Linked DNA regions of Danio rerio: region 1 is linked to region 2. The links are chromatin contacts, called in public Micro-C maps. All regions are on one chromosome and are shown on one strand. Each heading gives the region's core, a stretch centred on a gene start, on an enhancer-like site or on the middle of the called end of the contact. The rest is flanking DNA. Distances are from core to core; before and after follow the strand shown.

Evidence for each region. Hi-C and Micro-C count contacts between places; a contact is called where the count stands out from the background.
Region 1: a Micro-C map of caudal fin shows a contact between it and region 2, with 9 times the contacts expected there. The contact joins the promoter of LOC100002706 here to the promoter of zgc:193812 in region 2. A contact is called at or near these places in 3 of 18 Hi-C or Micro-C datasets (caudal fin, hematopoietic stem cells and an unstated tissue) and 1 of 4 datasets of contacts at active chromatin or transcription factors (embryo).

What each region holds. Positions count from the first base shown.
Region 1 is chr25:20,990,342-20,996,677 of GRCz12tu, reverse strand. It overlaps LOC100002706 (E3 ubiquitin-protein ligase Hakai), which reads right to left and starts at 4,432. Exons shown (of 6, transcript XM_073943099.1): 1 at 4,386-4,432; 2 at 3,670-3,828; 3 at 1,466-1,566; 4 at 1,261-1,344; 5 at 1,103-1,176. The coding sequence starts at 4,398. zgc:101783 reads right to left here. Exons shown (of 9, transcript NM_001004622.1): 7 at 5,668-5,752; 8 at 5,460-5,586; 9 at 5,060-5,361. The coding sequence ends at 5,275.
Region 2 is chr25:20,718,397-20,725,557 of GRCz12tu, reverse strand. zgc:193812 reads left to right here and starts at 1,325. Exons shown (of 4, transcript NM_001291888.1): 1 at 1,325-1,545; 2 at 1,743-1,860; 3 at 1,955-2,082; 4 at 2,181-2,406. The coding sequence starts at 1,393. The coding sequence ends at 2,273.

The sequences.
Region 1 (6,336 bases), core at 3,183-5,682, 270 kb before region 2:
TGAGCTTGTGCAGATTGTGTGATTTTGGAGGTTTAGAAATGAAACTAAATGGACAGTTATTGTTTAAATTTTTGGGTGATTCCTAATATGGAATTCAATCGTTAGCTTGGCAAGCAACTTTGGAGAATTTGATGTTTCCCCAATCAGACAGAATGCCCGAGCATATTGCCCGAGAGATGTTTCAAAGATGGCTCCCCGAGTGAAGCGACTTGCCTTAAAAGGGACTTTAACTCAGAAGACCATCGCCTTTGATGATATGTAATTTTGTTTTTGATTGTCAGCATGATGTAAAGTAGTAATAATATTTGTACAACATTGTATTAATGATATTTATACATAGTCAAAGTTATGTCAACATATGCAAAACCGATACAAAAAAATTTGTTTGTTTGGACCCAAACAAATATTTGTTGGATTTTTAAAGTTAATTTGATTGCCTAAATAAAAATCTGTGGATATTATCGATGCATTTATTGGGTAAAACTGCTACTTTTTAGTGTCTTATGTGTTTTTGGTTATTATCAATGCACTGTCACTTTAACTGAGTGTAAGTAGCACAGCCAAAATAGACCCAGCGCCGAAATGACCACAGCTCTGCTTTTGCGTGCGGTATGAAAACTCAAATCCAGGGGTCATCAAACTTGTTCCTGGAGGGCTGGTGTCCTGCAGATTTTAGCTCCAACCCTAATCAAACACACCTGAACCAGCTAATCAAAGTCTTACTAGGTATACTTGAAACACCCAGGCAGGCAAGTTGGAGCTAAACACTGCAGAGGGTCACAGCCCTCCAGGACCAGGATTGGTGACCCCTGCTCTAATCTGTTAGCATGGATGCTGAAAAAAGTATGTTCTGCTCCCACTCTGTTTGCACATGCGGTGTGAAAAAGGCTGTTTCTAACACTAATCAGTTCATTATTTGTATTAAATAGCTAACATAAATGCTGGATATTTCAGAAAAGTACAGTATGTGCCTCTGAACCACAAACTCAGCTGATATCCTCTTATTCTAACACAAACAGACGTTACCAGGGAAACAGAACATGCTGCTTTTTTTCATGCTGTAAACACAAACAGAATTCAGTTAAACAAACTGAAAACTCACCCAGGGCACATTTTGTCACACTTCTTCTCGTAATACACTGCACAGTCATAGCAGAAAACATGTTTACAGGGGATCTAGTGGAAACAAAAAGCCTTGTTTTCAACGAAGGATCTCAAGGAATATAAAGAGTATTGTAGGGTCACGAATGTTGTTTTTACCATTCGCCCATAAATCTTTATGGGCAGGCCACACTTGTCGCAGAAATGGACTGGAGTGTCATCTTTTACTCCAACCAAGTTGAGCTGTGGAAACAAGCAGGTCATACTTATGTTACATATTTAAACACCTATTCAATTATTATTAAATGCTCTTTATTGTTAAAAACATTATTGATTTGTAACTAACTGAAGACAAACATGTAACCTTATAATCCCAGAAGATTGGATGAGGGAATCTGCGATGGCTTCCATATGCATCACCTGATTTACACTCAAATCTTTCCTCCTGTTTATATCTGAAAGGCTCTAAAGATCACAAATAATTTCATTTTTAAAAGACAAGAAAATAAGACATAGCAAAATCAGTGAAAACCTAATCAAATATTTAACAATTTCAAAGACAAATATAAATGTTTCATAATACATTGTGACATCAAAATCCTGATTTCTTAGGCCCTGTTTCCACCAATACGTTTTCTCTTAAAACGGCATTTTAGAACGAAAATGATCCATGTCCACACTGGCGTTTCCTTGAGCCTTTCTGAAAAGCTCTCCGTCCACACTACACCACTGAAAACGCACATCAGGTGACCATACTTGCACTCTAGCATGCACTGACAGTATTCCTGAGTCCAGGCAGTCAGCAGGAGCTTTGAGCACACATGTCTGTTTGACTGATTGCTTGCCTTTATTTCCTGTATTATGTCAACTTATTAGCTGCATCCCAAATCGCATACTTATGCACTATTCTACGCCATTTTGTAGTATAAATAGTGTAAGTAGTGTGTTCACACTGAAAATTCAAAAAATTATTAGTGCACTTTAATTACCCGGATGATGCACTCATTCAGCCGCTAAAATGAAGTGTGGAATGATGGACACTTCATGCACTCAACGACCGCAGGTTTGCTTACGCAGCGGAAGGGGCGGAGCTATCGGATGCACATGTTGAATAACGTTATTTTGGATGGTGAAAGCAAAATTCTCCTACGAGAGTGATTATAGCGCCTCCCGATGGTAAATGCTGCAATACTCACGGCAGGTATTATTTGATAATTCGGTCGTTTATTTCGCTGATTTGGCAACCGTCAAACGTCATCAGGGAAACGGTTTGAATTTCCACTTAGTAAAAAAAACATTAGTGTGCCATTTGGGACGCCACTACATACATATACTATCCTGTTGAGTGTGTAAGTGCATAAGTACATAGTGCATGAGTGCATAGTGTATAGTGTGCCATTTGGGATGCAGCTATTGTTACTTACTATTAGCTATCTATTACTTACTTATTACTTAATTACTTATTATGTATGAGAGAGTTTTACCTCTAAATTTATATCTGGTGATGATGTCTGTGGGTGTCACAAGTCAAAATGAAAGCACAGGTTTCGCTTATAATGTCTTATTGCTCATCATAAAGAATTAAAATAAGGATGCTTGACAGCTGAGCGGGACTCTGCAAAATAAACCGTAAAACTGACCAATGTGAGTGGAGTATACTCGCACATGACTTGTTTTAGCTCTTTTGGTCGATATAAAAACTTTTCTGTGTGAAAGCGAACTGCACCAAGAACAAAGAGCAACATTGTAACAATTTTAATCCCTGTTTCGAAACAAGAGAATCGATCCACATGTGTGAAAGCACCCTTAATCAGAGTATTGTTCTAATAATTACATTCGGATTATTGGTGTAAACGTACTCAGTGACAAATAGGGATGCAATTATGAGAAAGATGTCAGAATGGTGAGATATAAACTCGCAAATGGAAATGATTCTGAATTCCATGTTATATGGTAAGTTTAACTTTAATACATTTTGTTACTTTAACTTAATCATTAATTAAGCTGTAATTAATTTTAGCTATTCATTTGCAAGTCAACAGCATTTTGTGGGACTGAAAAGGCAATAAAAATGGTTTAAAGGTGCACATTAAAAAAAAAATCAGAAAAGATAAGTATTATTATAAGTATTATTTAGAAGTCATTTTTTTGTGATCCATTGGACAGGGTGTTGTTGATAATGTTGTTATCTATAGGCAGATTTATTATGCAGAAGTTAAATCATTTAAATGTTCTCTTAAACTAAGAATTGCAAAAAAAAAAAAAACTATTATTTTTAATATTAAAAAAAGTCACAACTATTGTTTTTAATCATGTGTCCAGAAAATATAGAAAATCTTTAAATGTATGAAAAGTAACCTATATAAATTTAGCAATTGCAGACTGAGTCAGTCCTAAAGATCAGGCAGCATTTCCCAAAAGCATCGTTAGCCAAGTGATCATAGAGTGCATTGATGTCAATAGTTCAGTGATCTACTTTGGATGCTTTTAGGAAATTCATTCCAGATGTGTGTGTAGCATTATGTCCAATTTAATTGTACTATACTTTAGTCACAAACTGAGACCAACCTTCCTCTCTCTTTGAGGGCAGTCTGGTGGCTGGACGCTGAGGTTGGGCAGGTGGTTTGCCTCTCATTGTCTGTTTAGACAGTAACTTGATTGGGATCTGTCTGCGAACATCAAGACCTCCAAGTGATCCAGAACCATCAGTTCCCTGAAGGTCATTATCTGAGGAGGACACAGAAGACATCCAAAATAAGTAAACTACACTATACAAGCACACACAGCATTAATGCTACATCATAAACACAGTTTATCACCGTATTACCTCTGAATAAAAAGAAGCACTTCCTGAAATGGATAAATAGATAAACAGTACTACTATAGGCATTATTATAATTCAATTAACGAACACATGAGTGCAATAACAAGCAAAACAAACTAAAAAACCCAAGGCCAGTGACTTCTATATGAAGACAAGCGTTAGTTCTACCACAACGCTTACAGAAACTCTACATGTTAATTCATGAGTATACAGGTGTTTTAATACATATCTAAGACTAATTTGAATGTTTCTGGGTTTATGGCACTTGGACGTCCTGTCAGCCTCTAGTTAGCGGGATACTGACAATAAATGCGTTCACTGCCAACACATAGCGACATATAAATGGCACCAAGGGCTCGCTGCTTTACTGGCAGGTGGTTGTCTTTCACTATGAAACGTTTTGTGTATTTAAAATGTAAATTTGGCGTAAAATGCTTCATTATATTAGCTTGTAGCTCACCATTTTGGTCCATGACTTGACGCGGTGCATTACTGCGTTGAAGTGATGGGAGTGGCTTCGTGTCGTTTGCAGATCAACGCTGCGCACAGTTTACGCAAGCGTGCGATGTATGCTTTCGATTTGGCACGTTGCAAGTTGTTTGGTCATAAAAAATAATATTTCTTTACCATGATTTAAGTCATAATCATAACTAGCAAAATGTAATTAATTCATTTTGATTTTAACCCGTTCAAATACTAAATGCTAAACATCTGAAATGTTTTATGAGGCATACAAACTATACTACAACAGCATCATAAACCACATAGAGATAACAGCATTAGTTTCAACTGTACTCATTAAACTGGCGATGATTTTTAAAATAAAACACCCAGGGATTAAAAAAAGCATAATTAACTTAATTATATAATATACATCATCATTATCTATAATTGTTGTGCATCAACTAAAACAAATCTTTAGAAGACAGTCTGTCCAACAAAAGTCACAAAAGACATCACATATTTTTATTTTTGCCACTTTGCATTCGAAAATACTGATAATGGCCACTTAATACTTTGGATCAAAAAGGTTTTTAACCCCTGTTGTAGGCTACTACCACCTTTTAACAAAAACACACACACAGAACTAAAATGCCTGTATAATTAAATTTTTAGGAAAAAAAAAACGTTAAATATGATGAATTTTTTATTTTTATATCAAAAGCGTCTCACACTCAAGTACAAGTTTCTCAGTACATATTCCCATATATTGGTATCCAAACCAATGCACACGCATGTTTTTAATTACATCATTGGGGTTGGGGGAAATGATACCCAAAGATGGCAAAATAGCTTCCAGTGGCAGATTTAAAAGTGACAAGCAACTGTTCTTTGGTGCAGTAGGAAAATCAGCGTAATCTTGGTATGCAACCTTCCATCTCTATCATTTCTGGCCATCCATCATACTTATTGGTGTCCCGGTCATTCTTCATGTGCTGAAAAAAAAAACATAAATGAGAGAAAAAGTTGCACAAAAGCACAAAATAAAAAAGTATTTTATTGCATGAATTGTTACTTTTGGCAATGGCATTACCTGCTCAAAATAGACTCGGGCTAAGGTGTTTTTTCCTCCCACAAAGATCCAGTTATCTCTGAAACCGATTTTAGATATAAATGCACTGCCAAGCTCTGCAAGAAGCGTCCTTGCTTCCTCATTTAGCCTATAATAAAAGAAACCACATTTATTATCACGATAAGACAACATCAGTATAGGATGTACATGCAAACTAAAACTACTGTACTTTGTGTATGGATCATCAAAAGTGGTAATCAGCACAAAAGAACCATCCTCTATTGACTTCAGAAACTCTATTAACTCTTCAACCTCTGAAAAACAACAGAAGATTGAGTTATTACATAGTTGAAGTCAGAATTATTAGCCCCCCTTTGAATTTGTTTTTCTTTTTTAAATATTTCCCAAATGATGTTCAACAGAGCAAGAAAATTTTTACAGTATGTCTGATAATATTTTTTAGTCTGGAAAGTGGTATTTGCTTTATTTCAGCTAGAATAAAAGCAGTTTAAACACCATTTTTTAAGGTCAAAATTATTAACCCCTTTTAAGCTATATTTTATCGATTGTCTAAAGAACAAACTATCGCTATACAATGACTTGCCTAATTACCCTAACCTGCCTAGTTAACCTAATTAATCTAGTTAAGCCTTTAAGTGTCACTTTAAGCTGTATAGAAGTGTCTTGAAAATTATCTAGTAATATATTATTTACTGTCATCATGGCAAAGATCAAATAAATCACTTATTAGAAGTGAGTTATTAAAACTATTATGTTTAGAAATGCGCTGAAAAAAATCTTCTCTCCGTTAAACAGAAATTGGGGATAAAATAAACAGAGGGGGGTGGCTAATAATTCTGATCTCAACTGTATGTGTGACCTGTAAATGCAAATCTGT
Region 2 (7,161 bases), core at 76-2,575:
TGTTGTTTTATGCAATATTATGTCGTATTTTGACACTCGTTATTTGACAATGTTTAAAGTTTACAGTAATTTTGTTTTTTTAGATAAGTTTGCAAACATTTATTGTTAAGTTGATTCCAAGCCTTTGTCATTTATAAAGGATTTATGAAGCATAAATAGTCCTCACTTTATATTAGGTCATAAAACTGCATAAAGTTGAGTTGATAAAGCATTTATTAACATACATAATAACTATTATTATATGCCTGAATAATAAAATATATGAATGTTGATTTAAATATTTTATTAATCATTTATTTGCTCATTCTGAATAATCTTAAAAACCCCAACTACTCGTAAATACAAATAGTTTGTAAATAATGCAATACTGAATTTAGTAATGAACAATTAACAAGTAGCAAAGTATAAATATACAATTATTACGGACACTATAAATGTGTTTTAAAGTCAAGAATAAAGCATTAGAAGCTGTATAACTTGCTTACTAACATCTATTGACGTAGAGTTAATGCTTAACAAATAATGAGTTAATTATGTAGTTATTACAGTGTTACCATACTAAATTATCTTTTTTGCTAGTATAGGTTTACTAAGTTAAAATAATTGTATGTTATTTAAAAATTATTGAATTATTTGGTATACCTGTTTTATTATTATAATTATAAATATCACTAATAAACATTAAACATCTACTATATTAACAGCTTTACTTCTACCTTTTTAAATAATATAATTTTTGTAATACATGAGAAGCTATTTTATAGTTATTGTTAATAATAACCATTTAAAAGATTAAAATCACTACTGCTAACAATACATTAACTTTAATAAATGTTAAACTTAATACTTCAACTAAAATAACTTATTTAATAGCAATTTATTAAAAATAAATAATTAATTTGTCATAATTTTATTCAGTTGTTGTTTTAATATTATTACAAAACTAACCACTGTTATTAAAACACTATTACTAATAATAGCGAGTTGTCAATTTAATAAGACTTTTATATCAATGAAATTAGTATTGCAGCAAACATAAATACAACAACAATAATAGTTAAGTAAATAACTTTTTATCTATTAATTAACTACTAATATTAGTTTTATTTAATTAAACATGTAAATCATAACATATAACATGCGCAATAAAATAACATAAAATAAAACATTTAGTTGATAATTTATTATAATTTCTTGAAAGGTGAAAAAAAAAATTAAAAATACCAAATAAATATTGACAAATAAATATTATTTGGCGGTGTATTGAATGTGTTGCCCTTCACTATCCTGCGCATTTAGCGCGCACACTTGACGCACTAAACGCATTTCGATGTTTGTTGTCATGCGCGCGACCCACGCTGCTCACTCAATAAAGCTGCGGTGTTTTAGCTGATGTATTCCCAAATTATTACATTTGTACGAATATTTCTATTACCATCCGTGAAACCCTCACTATATTACAGTCGGACGCTTTTGACGAGTAAACCCACACTTCGCAACCCCGTTTACTCACAATACAACACGATGCCTAAAAAGGACAAGACGGTAGGGCTCATTACATTTCTTCATTAATAATAATATCTTGTAGGATTAGATTAGTAATGACAGCAGCATGACATATTAAGCTACCAAATTACGAGTCAGGATTTTACTTGTGTCTATGTGTTTGTCAATTCCATATATGATAATTTTATGACTGAGAACTGACAGTGTGACAACTTTTAAACCTTTATTCCCCTTAGAGCAAAAGCAGTCCAAAAGTACCAGAGATTCCTCCCGGCCCTGTTATGAAACTTAAAGACGGGACCATAACAATAGCAATACATGCTAAACCCGGGGCCAAACAAAACGCAGTCACCGGTTAAGTCTGTCAGATATTTGGATGAAGACACATACTCGTTATCTGTTGGGAGTTGGTTCACAGTAACCCCAGTTTTTCCTCTTGTTTTGCCAGATGTGTCTGAGGAGGCGGTGGGGGTCGCCATTGCTGCGCCGCCGACAGATGGAGAGGCAAACGCTGAACTCCTGCGCTTTTTATCCAAAGTCCTGCAGCTGAAGAAAAGCGAAGTATCATTAGACAAGGTCAGCTCCTATAAACGCCGTTATTTAAGTGCTTTCTGGCCGCTAAGCTTAATTATATGCTTTTATTAATCATTAATGTGGTTTCAATTGCACAACAGGGGTCCAAATCGAGAGAAAAGGTGATCAGAGTGACGGCAGATGTGAGCCAGGAGGAAATCCTCAAGAAACTGAGGACAGAGGCTAGTGCTTGATGCTGAAGTGGGTTGATTGTTTAGTTCCGGAATATCCTTAATTCAAGAAAATTATCATCAAGTCAACCATATTAAGATTTTTTTTTTTGTCAAATAAAATGTACATATATTTTTTATGTCTTTGCTGTTCAGGTTTTTATTTGTGTGTGTGTGTGTGTGTGTGTGTGTGTGTGTGTGTGTGTGTGTGTGTGTTTTGTGGTCTAAACAATACCAGTACACATTGATTCTTTTGGCCAGTTTGGCCAGAGAAGAAATGGTCTTGCCCGATTGAGCCTGGTTTCTCAAGTTTTTATCCTTCAGTCTACTCATTTTATAAAGTTTTGTTCCTCGCTGCTGTCACCACTGGCTTGCTGGGTTTTGGGCCTTGTGGAGCTGTGCATCAGTGGATTTGCTCTTTGGTGTTTGGAGTTTCAGCAGTGAAATTTAAAGCACACTAAACTGAACAAAACAGAACTTAAACTCTGAAAACTAGACTGACACAGAATTAATTTACAAGAACTTCATTTATCTTAAGCTGCTTTGACACAATCTACATTGTTAAAGCGCTATAAAAATAAAGATGAAATGAAGTTTATTTATAATGATTGACATGCTTATGATTGACCACAGCTTGTCCCGCATTAGCTATCATATGATTCAGACGAATCCAAATGCACAAAAATAACCAGATTTTCTTACCTTAGGCATCTTCGATTTGGAAGAATCTTTCACCCACCCCTACAGCTCCCCTATTCCTTTCTATAAGTTAATCCAGGACAGGATGGCACTGCAGCTCAGTGGTTACCACTGTTGCCTCGCAGCAAAAAGCTTGCTGATTCGAGTCCTGGCTAGCCTATTGGCTTTTCTGTGTGAAGTTTGTATGTTCTCCCTGTGTTGCCGTCGCTTTCCCCTGTACTCCGGTTTCCTCCCACAGTCCAAAGACATGAAGTATAAGTGAATTATGAGTGTTTTAGTTCTGGGAATTCACCGCTAGCCTTATGCTGCTACAGTTGGTGGTTCATTTCACCGTGGAAACCCACAATAATTAAGGAATAGGGCGAGCAAACTAATTCAAGGTATCTCTCGAGACCTAACTGAGCCTAGGAAATGAAAGGGAGCCCCAGGCTCAAGGATCTTCTGAGCTCTCAGGGCTCTCAGGGACAGCATGCCAAACGCTTTATTATCAATTATCAGCGAAGTGTGAACTCTTGAATTGAATTAAACTTAGAGTGCAGTGAGTATGAGAGTACAACAAATATTTTTTTACAATCCTATTTTGCTGAAAAAAAAAAAAATTCACAATGGTGTTATCAACACTTTCAGAAAAAGGAAAAAAAAATGTTTAAGACAGAAGAGAGAACAATGTCAAATTTACTGTGTTGCCTGTGTATACTCTGCATTTCAAATACCTCAGTGGTGATTCTTTTATTGTAATTTGATGCAAAGATTATATAATAGATACATAAATACGTATAAATGTTCATATGTTTAAAAAAAATCTAAATATTAAAAAGTTCAAAGATTTAAGATGCTGATTACCATTAAATGTGTCTTGTGAAAAGGGTTCATATGGTCAAAAGTGGTGTACGGCTTAGGAAAAATCAACCAAAGTGAGTAATGAATTAGATAGCTTTTTATCCAAAGTAAGAAATATGTGAGGAATATTATGAATTCAACCTACAGAAGTAGGGGAGTCCCAACCTTGTGTTTATAATATTTTATATTTATATAATGTTTTATCGTGGATTAATTGTGAATAGCTACAACAATGGTCTCAAACTCAATTCCTAGAGGGCCAGAGCTTTGCATAGTTTAGCTCCAACCATCTCCAACCCACACCTGCTTAATAGTCTCTATTAGTCTTAAACATTAGATTAGTTGGATCACCTGTATTTGATTAGCATTGGAGCAAAACTGTGCAGAGCTGTGGTCTTCCAGGAACTGAGCTTGAGACCTATGCGCTACACTAAACAGAGGCCTGTCGCACAAAGACAGTTTTGGTTTTTACCCAGGTTAAGTTTTCAGGCTCAATAATGTGAGTTGGTTTGGTGATGGTTTCTTCACTATAGTAACTTGCGCTACATGGCTAATCTATTCTGGAGCAGGTTTAATTTTGAGTTATACATCGCAAACCCAAACCTGAACAATCAGCTGAGTAAAGTGGCATATTTGATCCTAAAAACCACTCCCAGTCCCCATAGCTCAGAATTAAAGCCTTTTACGCTGTAAGTATTCTGAGTCACAATTGTCTATTTCTAAAATTTATTTGAATTAAATAATTTAATTTCATTTTTAGGCTACATTATGCTACATGTTCGAATGGTTTTGAGTTGTTAATTAATATTATTAATAGGTTTAAAATGTAAAAATAATTTATTAAAATTTGTATTTAAATCTAAATTTGCTTAAATATATAAAGCTTTAAAATGAATCCTTTGAGCTGTCTGTGAACCTGCATTATTCAAATCAGTTGATTGATTTACATTGATATATTTTCTTTTTAAGTTGCCTTCTCAAATCTTTGCTGCATCAGCAATGTTTATGTCTGCTTTATAAATGTGTTTAAATTCATATATAAATTCACTCTTGTGTGCGTTTGATTTGCTGTTTGCTGCACGTGTCACACTTTCAGCTGCATGCAGTCCAGAATTCATCACAAACGCAGGGTATTCTATAGAAATAAAGATGAATTGAATTGAATTGTTTGAAATTTATGCTCAGTTTTTCTCATTAAGGACTTATTATGTGGTCTCTGTTGCCATCTTGTGGCGGAATGTCAACTATTAATTTCTTTGCTCTGCTGATGGCCACCAATGTGCTCAATCTTTCAAATTATGTATATTTAAAAAAAAAAAAAGGCACTATCCTTATAAATAAACTGCACTGCAATCTAAATAATACTCGGACAAAAAAAAAAAAAAACCTCCAAAGTACATTATGTTGTCCAACAGCTGCAATATTTGTCAAACAGAGCAATAAGATTTGAGAACCTAGACAGAACTGTTGTGTACATACAGTTAAAGTCAGAATTATTAGCCCCCCTGAATAATTAGCCCCGTTTATTATTTTACCCCAATTTCTGTTTAACGGAGAGAAGAATTTTTCAACACATTTCTAAACAATAGTTTTAATAACTCATTTCTAATAACTGATTTATTTTATCTTTGCCATAATGAAAGTAAATCATTGTACTAGATATTTTTCAAGACACTTCTATACAGCTTAAAATGACATTTAAAGGCTTAACTAGGTTAATTAGGTTAACTAGGCAGGTTAGGGGAATTAGGCAAGTTATTGTATAACAATGGTTTGTTCTGTAGACTATCGAAAAAAGATATGGTTTGAAGGGAATAATAAATTATGACCTTCAAAAAATAATTTTGAATTAAAAACTGGTTTTATTCTAGCCGAAATAAAGCAAGTAAGACTTTCTCCAGAAGAAATACTATTATCAGACCTACTGTGAAAATTTCCCTGCTCTGTAGACATCATTTGGGAAATATTTAAAAAAGGGGGAAAAAAATTCAAAGGGGGGCTAATAATTCTGAATTCAACTGTAAATACATTTTGATCAACAACTTTAAATTAACGTGTAGTTTAAAGCTGTCTTTTTTTTTTTTTTTTTTTTTTGATTTTCACATACTTTGCTTCAAATCAGAATCTCCCTTGTTGTGATGTAACTTTGTAGTAGATTGGTTTGGTTCATGACACGTAACACTTTAACAAAGAGTTGTTTTTTCAATCTGGGAAAAAATGCTTTATTTTAAACAATAAGTAATAAATAAAAATACGCACACTGATGCAACATATTTCAAATGTTACCTTGCTAAAATCTCATCATACACCATGAAAAGAATACATTTTATTTGACCAAAATGTTATAGTCTATAAGAAGTTTTGTAAGTTCCCCACACTGCAAAGGCTTTTCTGGCTTTATATAAAGAGCACACCAGCGCCTGCAGTCGTTCACCAGAGACAAATGTGCTCATTAAAGAGAATCTAATGAGTATGCAGATCAAACTAAATTACAACAAAAGTCCATCAATGAGCAATAACGATTCCCAGTCTCTATTCCTGAGATTTTTTTGGCAATTTCTAAAATCCTAATTTTTTTAATCCAGTCTTACATGTGCTTCCAAGAATGCATTCATAATCATTATAGACAGAATAAATATTTCATACAATTTAAAAATAAAACACAGAGATGTTAGCTCAAATCACTCTCTTTCTATGATCAGCTGTGAGCTTTACACCATGCCTGAAAAAATGTACATCGAAATGTAAATTTAGAAATGAGACTGTTATTTGAGTTTTGATTACTTTTTATAATACCAAGTGACATTTGGAGGAATGAGGAGTCATGAGAACTGAACATGTTTACATTGAACAGCGCAGTTGCAGCTCTGCATCCTCCTACATTCATTATTCCTGCAATATAACCTCTCCATAAATGGAAATCTCCGGTTATTTGCCTGTTCCCAGAGCTCATTCTGTAATAAACTTGAAATTGCATAGGCCTTATGAAATGAAAACAAATTAATTTTCATCTAAAAAAACACTGTCTGACTTGTTCAATTAAAAATGAGTTGTCTGAGATATTTTGTTTTACAAAACCTGACACTTGTACAATAAAACAACATGTATAGGTTGGTCATATTTAATTCTTATTTACATTTTATTTTGTAAATTACAAGAAAGATACCTGAATAATCAAGTCATCAGCTATAATTCCACATGTGTACTGCAACAAATCTATAGTTTTTTTTATTATCAAAGTAGCTAATTACATAAAATAATGTCATAGATTATCAATTATATAGGTGTTACATATGAAATGCGACAAAAATATTCAATTTAATTAATCTTAACTTCTATAGCACTTATACATTTTTTTAAATTGTTCTTGTTT